Linked DNA regions of Sus scrofa: all the other regions are linked to region 3. A link is a contact called in public Hi-C and HiChIP or PLAC-seq data. All regions are on one chromosome and are shown on one strand. Each heading gives the region's core, a stretch centred on a gene start, on an enhancer-like site or on the middle of the called end of the contact. The rest is flanking DNA. Distances are from core to core; before and after follow the strand shown. Region 1 has its middle 37 kb from the start of FRAS1. Region 2 has its middle 83 kb from the start of FRAS1. Region 3 has its middle 51 kb from the start of CXCL13.

The links. Hi-C and Micro-C count contacts between places; a contact is called where the count stands out from the background. HiChIP or PLAC-seq counts read pairs in DNA pulled down with a chosen protein or histone mark.
Region 1: an H3K27ac HiChIP or PLAC-seq map of skeletal muscle shows a contact between it and region 3, with 4 times the contacts expected there. The contact joins two enhancer-like sites. A contact is called at or near these places in 1 of 47 Hi-C or Micro-C datasets (skeletal muscle) and 1 of 2 datasets of contacts at active chromatin or transcription factors (skeletal muscle).
Region 2: a contact with region 3 is called in a Hi-C map of skeletal muscle, with 4 times the contacts expected there. The contact joins two enhancer-like sites. A contact is called at or near these places in 2 of 47 Hi-C or Micro-C datasets (fetal heart ventricle and skeletal muscle).

What each region holds. Positions count from the first base shown.
Region 1 is chr8:73,463,640-73,467,019 of Sscrofa11.1, reverse strand. No RefSeq gene overlaps it. Among named protein-coding and RNA genes, the nearest start is that of FRAS1, 37 kb to the left of the region's middle. Within about 2 kb of position 1,394, at least 1 of the 83 cell types and tissues checked has an H3K27ac peak or open chromatin away from gene starts, as enhancers often do. A contact at or near this core is called in skeletal muscle, where this site is marked.
Region 2 is chr8:73,417,296-73,421,043 of Sscrofa11.1, reverse strand. It overlaps a transcript of MRPL1 not described here. Among named protein-coding and RNA genes, the nearest start is that of FRAS1, 83 kb to the left of the region's middle. Within about 2 kb of position 1,798, at least 3 of the 83 cell types and tissues checked have an H3K27ac peak or open chromatin away from gene starts, as enhancers often do. A contact at or near this core is called in skeletal muscle, where this site is marked.
Region 3 is chr8:73,120,895-73,124,513 of Sscrofa11.1, reverse strand. No RefSeq gene overlaps it. Among named protein-coding and RNA genes, the nearest start is that of CXCL13, 51 kb to the right of the region's middle. Within about 2 kb of position 1,978, at least 2 of the 83 cell types and tissues checked have an H3K27ac peak or open chromatin away from gene starts, as enhancers often do. A contact at or near this core is called in skeletal muscle, where this site is marked.

The sequences.
Region 1 (3,380 bases), core at 145-2,644, 340 kb before region 3:
ATGGCTCAGCATTTTCAATTATTCATTCCAGCAAAGGAATTTTTTTTTTTAAGAAAAGCTCAGTGTTCTCAGTTACGATAAGCCTACCAGCAGACACTGACACCCAAGCTGAACTGCTACCCAAAACAGCATCTCCCCCAAAGGAATGTTTCTGAGGATTTAAAAAAATCTATCCTACTGCTTATTTCCTTTCTTAAAGTCCAAGTTCATAATCAGCTTAAAGCATGAAAATTGTTTGATAAGCATTTTAACAATTTTTTTCCTAAAGAGTATTCTTGAAAAGAAACAGGAGGAATGAGGAAGAACAAGTACAAAAGTCTTTTTAGCACTAAAATCGAAAACATACTATGACACCCTGGTCCTAATTTACTGCCTGGGCTAGACCTTAGGAATATATCAAGCTCTGCTAGTTTAAAAGCAAAACAAAAGAAAAAAAAACCAAAAAAAAAAAAACAAAAAACAAAACAAAAAAAAACCCTCTTGTTTCTAGATCTTGTCCCCTGCTCCAGGGTGATCCCTCCTTGCTTTTATTGAATAATTTCCTCTGTCACTTATCTATCTTGATGAAAAGCCAAGAAGTCCTGTGAACCTATTTTCTCTTTTTATGAAAGAGGCTCTTGATGTTTAAGAAGAGCTTTGGAGGAGACATTATTTCTACTAGTTTGATGACTCCAGAAGAAGCTCTGTTGACTTTTGCAAGACTGGTTGCTTTGTTTTTCTCCCCTGTAAACTGCATGCTCAGCCTTCATTTGGGGGAGTCCTACATTTGCTAGATGAAGAGAAGGAGGGCACAGAGTCTCTTATGCTATGATTTACTCCTTTGAAATGTGTATTGCTTCTAAGCAGTTTTATGCTAAAATGAGATCATTCAAACAAAGGCACTGGTCTATTTAAAAGCACTTGTTTTGATGAATAACTATAAATTCAAGGTGTTTGGTTATGCTTCAAAGTATATTTAGGAAAAAGTTGCCAATAATTGATATTTATGTATTTTCTTCTGAAAAAGCTCCATTTTTACAAACTGGCTCAGCTACTCACACACTTCAAAGCTGTGAACATACTCTTTCAGTTATCGTTCATTTGAGTTGGGAGCGTGGTGCCAAGGAATTCTAGCTCCAGAGATGAGCGAGTTCTCGGAATTCTATCTCCGATCTCCAGGTCCAAGAAGTGAGTTGCTAGAAATTTAATCACTCAGTTCAGTTTTGCACTTGCATTAATAATGTTCATAATGCCACTTCTCATTCAGTCCCAAATCAAATGTCACCAATCCACAGAAGTTTTCCTTCACCCTTCTCCCTTCAGCACCCCCATGCCATTACTATTACCTCACTCTACTTCTTTCCTGTGCAGCATTCATCACAACATGTAAGTGCTAGCACATGTTTATTGAATGCCTTAACCTACTAGAACATAAACTCCTGGGAGCAAGGGATTGTCACCTTCTTCATTTCTGTATCCTGACAGTTCAGTGTTGAATGAATGAGAAAATGAACTAAAAATTTCCTGCTACCTGATTAATCCCTTTGATCTGAGTCATCATTTGCGATGCTCTCCTCTAGTCCCATCTCTCCTCAACCAAAATACAGTCCCAACCAACATGCTTCCATTTCTTTTTTTTTTTTTTTTAATTTTTTTGTCTTTGTTGTTGTTGTTGTTGCTATTTCTTGGGCCGCTCCCGCGGCATATGGAGGTTCCCAGGCTAGGGGTTGAATCGGAGCTGTAGCCACCGGCCTACGCCAGAGCCACAGCAACTCGGGATCCGAGCCGCGTCTGCAACCTACACCACAGCTCACGGCAACGCCGGATCATTAACCCACTGAGCAAGGGCAGGGACCGAACCCGCAACCTCATGGTTCCTAGTCGGATTCGTTAACCACTGCGCCACGACAGGAACTCCGCTTCCATTTCTTCTTCCAAAAATTTATTGTTCTTTCCTGACTATCCAGTTAATATATGCTCATTTTAGAAAACCTTGGGGTGAAACCAAGTCATATAAAAAGGTAATTAAAATCAACACAGCTGACCAATCACCCCAGTTTGTCCAAGAACTGAGGGGATTCCTAGGACATAGGAAAAAACAGGAGCATTCAGAGCAAGCCAGGAGGAGTCCACCTCCCCTCTTACTATGTAGTTACTATTAATAATTTACCCTATTTTCATCCATTACTTTATGCATATTATAGTTAACTGGGATTTCATTATATAGATAATTTTGAATTCAGCTCTTTCCAATTAATTTATACCATCAGCATTTCCCTACATGGTTAAAATTCTTTCTTAACATCATTTTAAAAACTGCTTAATCGGGAGTTCCCGTCGTGGTGCAGTGGTTAACGAATCTGACTAGGAACCATGAGATTGAGGGTTTGATCCCTGGCCTTGCTCAGTGGGTTAAAGGATCCTGTGTTGCCGTGAGCTGTGGTGTAGGTTGCAGATGCGGCTCGGATCCTGCATTGCTGTGGCTCTGGCGTAGGCTGGTGGCTACAGCTCCGATTTGACCCCTACCTGGGAACCTCCATATGCTGTGGGAGCGGCCCTAGAAAAGACAAAAAAAAAACAAAGACAAAAACAAAAAAAACTGCTTAACCACATGACCCAGTAATCCCACTCTTGGGCATATATCTGTACAACACTTTCCTTAAAAAAGACACACACACCCATGTCTTCATTGCAGACTATTCACAATAGTGAAGACATGGAAACAACCCAAATGTCCATCAACGGACGATTGGATTAGGAAGATGTGGTATATATACACAATGGAATACTACTCAGCCATAAAGAAGAACAAAACAATGCCATTTGCAGCAACACGGATGGAATGAGAGACTCTCATCCTGAGTGAAGTAAGTCAAAAAGAGAAAGACAAATACCATATGATATCATTTGCATCAGGAATCTAATATATGGCACAAATGAACCTTGCCACAGAAAAGAAAATCATGGACTTGGAGAATAGACTTGTGGTTGCCAAGGAGGAGGAGGAGGGAGTGGGTTGGATTGGGAGCTTGGGGTTAATGGATGCAAACTATTGCCTTTAGGAAGGATTAGCAATGAGATCCTGCTGTGCAGCACTGAGACCTATGTCTAGTCACTTATGATGGAGAATGACAATGTGAGAAAAAAGAATGTATACATGTATGTGTAACTGGGTCACCATGCTGTACAGTAGAAAAAAAAATAATGCATTGGGGAAATAAAAAACTGATAATACTATTTTTTAATGATTTTTATTTTTTCCATTATAATTGGTTTACAGTGTTCTCAATTTGTACTGTACAGCAAAGTGACCCAATCTCACACACACACACACACACACAGACATACACACACACACACACACACACACATTCTTTTTCTCACATTACCTCCATCAACTT
Region 2 (3,748 bases), core at 549-3,048, 300 kb before region 3:
CTCTGCGCAGCTCCCACAGCTCTGGTACTGTGCCTCACAAATTGAAGCCACCACCACTTTCCCAAAGTCTGATCCCAGTGTCTTCTACACAGAGACCGCCATGCTTTCCTTGGTTTTCCTTTTCCTGTGCAGGTCTGGAAAGTGACACCAGGCAGAATGCAGATGGCTTTGTACAAGTCATTTGTTTTCATCCATTCAGAGAGCACATTCCTGTACTGCATATGCTTTCCCAGGCCAGAAAACAGTTGCTTCAAATATTTTGTCCAATTTTCTAGTTGTTTACAGGTAGAGGGCAAGTCTGGTATACACTGTTCCATTATAGGCAGAAAAGGAAAGCTAGACTTTTAAAAATCTAGTTTGAGCTATATAAATGTTGAGGCTCACATATGGTCCTAGTATTTATGGTAACAGCATTGATTGTGCCTTATTTTATAAAGCAATTTCATTTATGTTACCTGATTAGTCTTCACAACACTCTGAGTTAATAAAAGCAATTATGATTATGTTATAGCCAAAACGGTTGAGACTCACAAGGCAAATGAAAGCTCAATGTAACACACTTAGCAAGGGAAGGAGCTAGGAATATGACATGAGCATAAACCACTACTGCTAAAACTTATCTCCTGGTTCCATCTAAGTCACCAAACTCTTACTTTTTAATCTATCCCCCCCTCCTTCTTTATTCCCCTCAGGTTTTAATTATCTTTTATCTTGGGTTTTAATCATCAGCTTCATCATCTTAGCATGACCCAAATTTTAAAAGAAGCAACTCATCCTTTAACTTTCTACTTTGAAAAAAAATACTACTTCTAATTCACCACCAGAAGTTATTTTTAATTTCAAGAGACAACATATAATCAATATATATTATACAATAACCAATATATTCGAAAACCTTGAAAGGTCTCCCTAACCCCCCAAACTTAGAATTCATGTATAACCCTGTATCTGTATCATCTTTCTTCCTTTCAAGTCATTTCCCCTAATTTGCTTTGACCTAAGAAGCTACAGCAGACTTTTCAGAATTTTTCCTACTCCAAATGATAAATAAATCAATTAAATATTAAAACAGAATGGCAAACAAAAAATTTTAAATTAACTAGAATAAAATAAAAGCAAGCCAGCTTATCAGTTAGCATGGCTAAGTAATAGATTTAAATGATGGGTTTCTAAGAGTGAGTCACGTTTCTGTCAGTCTAATACAGGGCCAACAAATAATGGCAATTCTTGGGAAAATTTTTAGACTTGGCTGATTACCTTGTACCTTGAGGTATAGAACGAAAAGAGTGTTTTAATTTTCCAGCACACTTCCATTCAACAGTGTGACTATGTGGAGCACCGTATTAAGAAAAAAAATCTGGGGTCACATAGAAATCAGTGGTGTAAGTCACACCATCTGTCATTATCTGCCTGGTTGGAAATAGCAGATAAAAGAATGTGAGCCATGAATTTTCAATCCTCAGTCTAAGCTAAGAGTAGTAATATCTGAAATTGCATAATATACTAGAAACAATCATTTTAAAACTTTACACGTCTAATTTACCAAATACGGAATTTAGACATAAAGAGTGGGCAGTGGTTCTAGAGTTTGATGGAGGGCCCTTTATTACAAAGGATAATCCAAACCAAACCAAACAGCAGAGAAGACCCTCTTGGGGCTGCGAGGCCCAAGAGAGCACAGGGCAAGAGGTGCCAGGAAGGTGGTGACTCTGGGAGGGAGGCAGGCACTGGGCCTCTCCTGGGAAACTGACTCTTGTGGCTCCTGTCCCAGTCTCTGCCCAGACCACTGGCCCAGATCCAAGGGACAAGCCCTGGTATTGTGTTTCTCACATGTTCCCTTTTCCCAGAGGGTCTGTGGGCCCAGATAGAGGGAGGGCTTAGGGGAAATGGGCAGGTCTGGGCTTGGGCAGGAAAGAGCCTATAAGAGCCAGGCCTGGTCGGCCCTGGAAGAAAACTTGGGAACTGACAGGCCAGCACCCCCTCACTCCTATGGCAGAGCTGCCCAAACTCAGAGTCAACTTTAATCAGTGGGGAATGATATTCTAAATTCCATCTCCCCCACTAAGTGGGGGAGACGGAATTTTTATATTCTTCAAAAATTACTGGACAATGTCACATTCAGCAAAACGGTTAAAATGAAAAAGATAACACCAATTATTGGCAAGGATGTGGGTTAGTTAGAACTCTTACTCACCACTGGGTGTTATCTTGGTACAACTACCTTTGGAAACTGAAAACTATTACCCACTATACATGAACATATACCTAACTTATGATCCAGCAATTCCACTCTTAGGTATATATCTAAAAGAAATGTATACGTATGGTCACCAAAAGAGGTGGACAAGAATGTTAATAAGTAGCATTATTTGTATAAGTCCTAAAACTTTACCAAAAGAAATATATAAGAAAGTTCCTATCAGTAGTATTTGTAATACCTCAAACTACAAAGAATCCACATGTCCATCAACAGAAGAATGGATAAATTGTGATATATTCACACAATGGCATATCAAATAGCAATGAGAATTAATAAACTACAAATACACAATATGGATGAATTTCATAAACACGTTGAATGAACCTGGGCCTCCTTCCAAACATGTGCATATTAATTATTACTCCATTTACATGAATAACACTGTTATTTCAAAACAAGAATAACAAATACATGGTCTTAGAAGTCATGATAGTGGTTACCTTGAATAGAAGCAGTTTACAAGGAGAGAACAAAGGGGTTTCTGAGGTGCAGGTATTATCTACATCTTGATCCATTTGCTAGGTACACATTCACTTTGGGGAAAATGCAAGTTGTTCACATATATGAATGTATGTCAGCAAAAAGTTTCCTTAAAATCATTGGGCAACACCAACAATATACAGTCACATAGCAGAGCTACAATCTGAATCATAATAGTTTGTCTCTAGGGTCTGTGCTCTTAACAACTATACTATTTTAGCAACCTACCTTAAAGAAGTACTTGCTCCAAAAAAAAAAAAAGGAAAAAAAAAGGAGTTCTCTTGTGGCACAGCAGGTTAGGGATCCAGCACTGCCAGTACAATGGCACTGTTGTGGCACGGGTTTGATCCCTGGCCCAGGAACTTACACAGGCCGTGGGTACAGCCAAAAAAAAAAAAAAAAAAAAAAAAAAAAAGGAAGAAGTACTTGCTCATACTATCTATTTTTACATATAAAAAACCTACATATGCCAACAGGCAGTTAACCTTGTAAATGTAGGAACATATTTGTACAAGTGTAAAGATCCACCTGGAGCCACAAGAGAGGCTGAGTGGGAGAATCTCAGAAGTTTTGCTTTTATTTAATCTTTTTACTATAGGGAATCTGTGTTTCTATTTATGTTTAATAAAGTGAAACTGACATTTCTCCTCCAAAAAATAAATGGGCAACCTTCTTTTGCATTCAAAGAACATTCGCTATGTATGTAAAAATACTTTTATTTAGAGTAACAAAGTAATTATTTTTAGTTCAAAGAAAAACATATTGATTTCCTAGAAATCATTGGAGGAGACATTAACACTCAAGGAATTTATGACACTTAGAGATTTGTTGACCCTCCTATCATTGCTATTAATTCTTCCTAGACACTCAAGCAGAGGTAGCGACCCGGTATACCGGGCATCTATCAGTCTTGCCTGCCCAGCACCCAAGAAGTACCTTCTTCTGGTAAAGGCATTTCAACATTCCCCCTGAGCAATTTCTTCTACCCTATGGCATGCACTTCTGGTG
Region 3 (3,619 bases), core at 729-3,228:
CTTGAGAGAGGGATTGTTAAACCAAAGGAGCCAAAACTTGAAGGTTTTGAAAAATCTCTTTAGAGAACAAAAAATGCCAAAATTAAGAAATGACTTCTGGGTACTGTCAGGAAGCCAAGGGAGCAATGGTACATTTTGTTAAGACCTCAGAGATGTCGAAAGACCAGGTAATGGAGTTCCCTTCGTGGCTCAGTGGTTAATGAATCCGACTAGGAACCATGAGGTTGTGTGTTCGATCCCTGGGTTGTGGGTTCGATCCCTGGCCTTGCTCAGTGGGTTAAGGATCTGGCATTGCCGTGATCTGTGGTGTAGGTCACAGACGCAGCTCGGATCCTGCATTGCTGTGTCTCTGGTGTAGGCCGGCGGCTACAGCTCCGATTGGACCCCTAGCCTGGGAACCTCCATGTGCCCCCGGAGCGGCCCTAGAAAATGCAAAAAGACAAAAACAAATAAACAAAGAACAGGTTATTCAGTCCACAAAGGTCCCTTTCAAGAGATTAAGGACACAACTCTCACAAATAGGACCCATGGGGAACTTAGAACATGGTCTTTCATTCTCAGCAGGAGCCCAGGGTAGGGAACAGCTGATCTAGAAGAGCTTTATGGGTGTGGCGTTTGTCTAATGGTGGGAACCCCAACGAATTGCACAGAGGCCCCATCACCTTTTTGAGAAAACTGTATCACAGAAACTCTGCCAGCTGGGACTGAAAGGGACAGAGACAGGACAAAATAAGAAGCCACTGGACTTCCAAAACTCTTCTGGCAGGAAGCAAGCTGAGAACATTATTTGGCCACAAACAAGTGCTACCTTTCATGAAAAAGTAAGGATGACTCAGAGGCTGGAACAGCCTGGAGAGTAGAGCCACGAGCTGCGGAGAATTACTTCCAGGCCTCAGACACAGAAGGAGGAACTTGCAGCAGTCCCACCGCTTCTGGATTTCAGAACTGCAGTAGTCAGGGACTCCTCTGTGTATCCCTCTCCCTCCTTTCTGAGCAGGAGTCTCTCTAGTACTTGCAGGCCATTGTCCTTTGGGTGTGTTGGGGGCAGATAACTACCTCTTTGTTCTCACAGAGCTACAGGTGGACAGCTCCTTCTTTATTACAAGGAGCTGTATGTAAGGAGATACACCTGGAAATTCCCATTATGGCTCAGCACTAATCAGCCTGACTAGTATCCATGAGGATGCTGGCTCGATCCCTGGCCTTGCTTGATGAGTTAAGGATCCGGCCTTGCGTGAGCTGTGGTGTAGGTTGCAGATGAGGCTCAGATCTGACATTGCTGTGGCTGTGGTGTAAGCTGGCAGCTGCAGCTCTGATTCGACCCCTAGCCTGGGAACTTCTGTGTGCTGCAGGTGGGGCCCTAAAAAGCAAGAAAAAAAAAATGGAGATACACCCAAGGAGACTCATCCATACTGGGACCGTTTGTTTAGATGAGATTATGGATTTTGACACCCATAGTTATTGCCCAGCTGGCTGTCCTCTTTGGTAGTCTCATTTACTCAAGCACTTATCGAGCACCTACTGTTTACCTGTCACAGAGTTACATGTAGGGTATTCAAAGGTAAGTAATACATGGCTCCTAACTTTAATTCTGGTGGGAAAGACAGAGGAGAAGTAAGTATGACATAGTAATATACCCAGCATGCAGTGAGAGCGGAGTGGTAGCATCTAAATCAGGGAAGCCAAGAAGGGGTCCTGATGAGGAGATACCTGAGCCAGGTCCTGAAGGATGAGTAGATGTGATTTGGGTTGACTGAAATTACTAGTCATGTAGTTCAGAAATGGTTGGTTACTGGTAATTTAATATGGTCCAACTTGATAGGTAGGTAAGGAGCTTTTTTATTTTTTATTTATTTTATTATTTTTTTTTTAGGGCCACACTCAAGGCATATGGAAGGTCCTGGATCAGGGGTTGAATCCAAGCTGCGACTGTGACCTATGCCACAGTTAAGGCAATGCTGGATTCTCAACCCACTGCACAGGGCCTAGGATAGAACCCATGCCGCAGCAGAGACAGTGCTGGATCCTTAACTCTGTGCACCACAGTGGAAACTCCAGGTGAGGCGTATTCTAAACCGAGGACCTTCCAGTTGAAAATGATGAATTGGGTGCAAATAGGTTTAACAACTGGACATGTTTTCCCAGGACAAATTAGTCATTCCTGCTTTTGTCCACTGCATGTTACTGGCTTGGCGGCTCCAGAGCTTTCCTCCCCAGACTTGAGAGCGGACGCGAGTGAAATGGCCGTGAGAGCCAAGGGGGGCGAGTCAGGGTAAGCTTGTCCACCGGTATTACCGCCACTTTGATGGTGACAGGCAACAGCTGGGTGCTCTCTGTACACAGGCAGCACATTTGTCCTGGGGGGTGAACAGTTCCAAGGAAAAGGCGCTGTCACGGGGAAGGCGATGAATGTGCCATTCCTGGGAGTCCACCGTGTTATTAAACACCGCTGTTGTCAGCCAGCTGCCAACAATTCCATCCTTGCTGTGGCTGCAGAGACGCTGAAAGTGGGTGAAATGCTGATCACTGAGTTTCACCACTTACTTGGAATATGAATCACAAATGAATTTGCACTAATGATATTTTTAGAATGGCTTTGTATCATTTTCATTGAATATTTTGTGTGTTGACTCTTCACTCTGTTAACAGCCTGGTTTGCCTCAAGAAAAATGTAATGAGCATACTGGGGGTTTTTGCTTGCTTGCTTTTTTTTTTTTTTTTTTTTTTTACTGGAGCATTGTAAGATAAAGGAAAATGGATGCGTTCATTAAAAAAAGGTGAGCAAAAAATTCAGGGAGCAAGAGGACATATACACAACACAAGGGGATCATGGTAACAAAAATATTTGGAACCACTGACCAAGGGGGAAAAAAATGTAGCTGCCTTGGTTCTCTGCTGAGGAAGCATCCCCAGTGCTTTGGGGGCTGAGCCCATAGATTTCAAGTCTGAACAAGATCTTTCTTTTGCTCTTCCCACTCTTAAAAAAAAATTTCAACTTTACATGGCCAATGTGTTCCGTTCCAATGTTGTGATAGAAATTCCTGAAGAACATTTGATTTGGCTCAAGCATCTCCTGACCTGGAAATCGAGGGTCCTGATTCTGCCTGGCACAAGCCGCAGGCCTCAGGGGCCTGGTTCCTGGGGGTGGGGGTGGAGGTGGGGGTGGGAGGATGTCCAGCCAGTCCTGGGCCCCAGCAGACCAGCACCACCCCTCCCCCGGTTGTGGTGGGGCCCATTCTTCAACAGAACCTGAAATCTTCAACTACCACTAAAAAGGCATTTAAACATTTTTAAAAGGCAAAAACCCAAGAGCAAGGATGCTGAGAGGAAAAGGAAGCTATATAACTACTTGGCAAGTGGTAACAGACTTAGTGGCCCAGAGAAAGTGGAATCTTCTTTAAAAGTGAAGGAAACCCTGGGAGTTCCTGCTGTGGCACAGTGGGTTAAGAATCTGACTGCAGCAGCTCAGGTCACTTCAGAGGTGCAGTGATACCTGGCCAATGCAGTGGGTTAAGGATCCAGCTTTTTTTTTTTTTTTTTTTTTGCTTTTTTAGGGCCATACCTGCGGCATGTGGAGGGTCCCAGGTTAGGAGTCCAATTGGAGCTACAACCGCTGGCC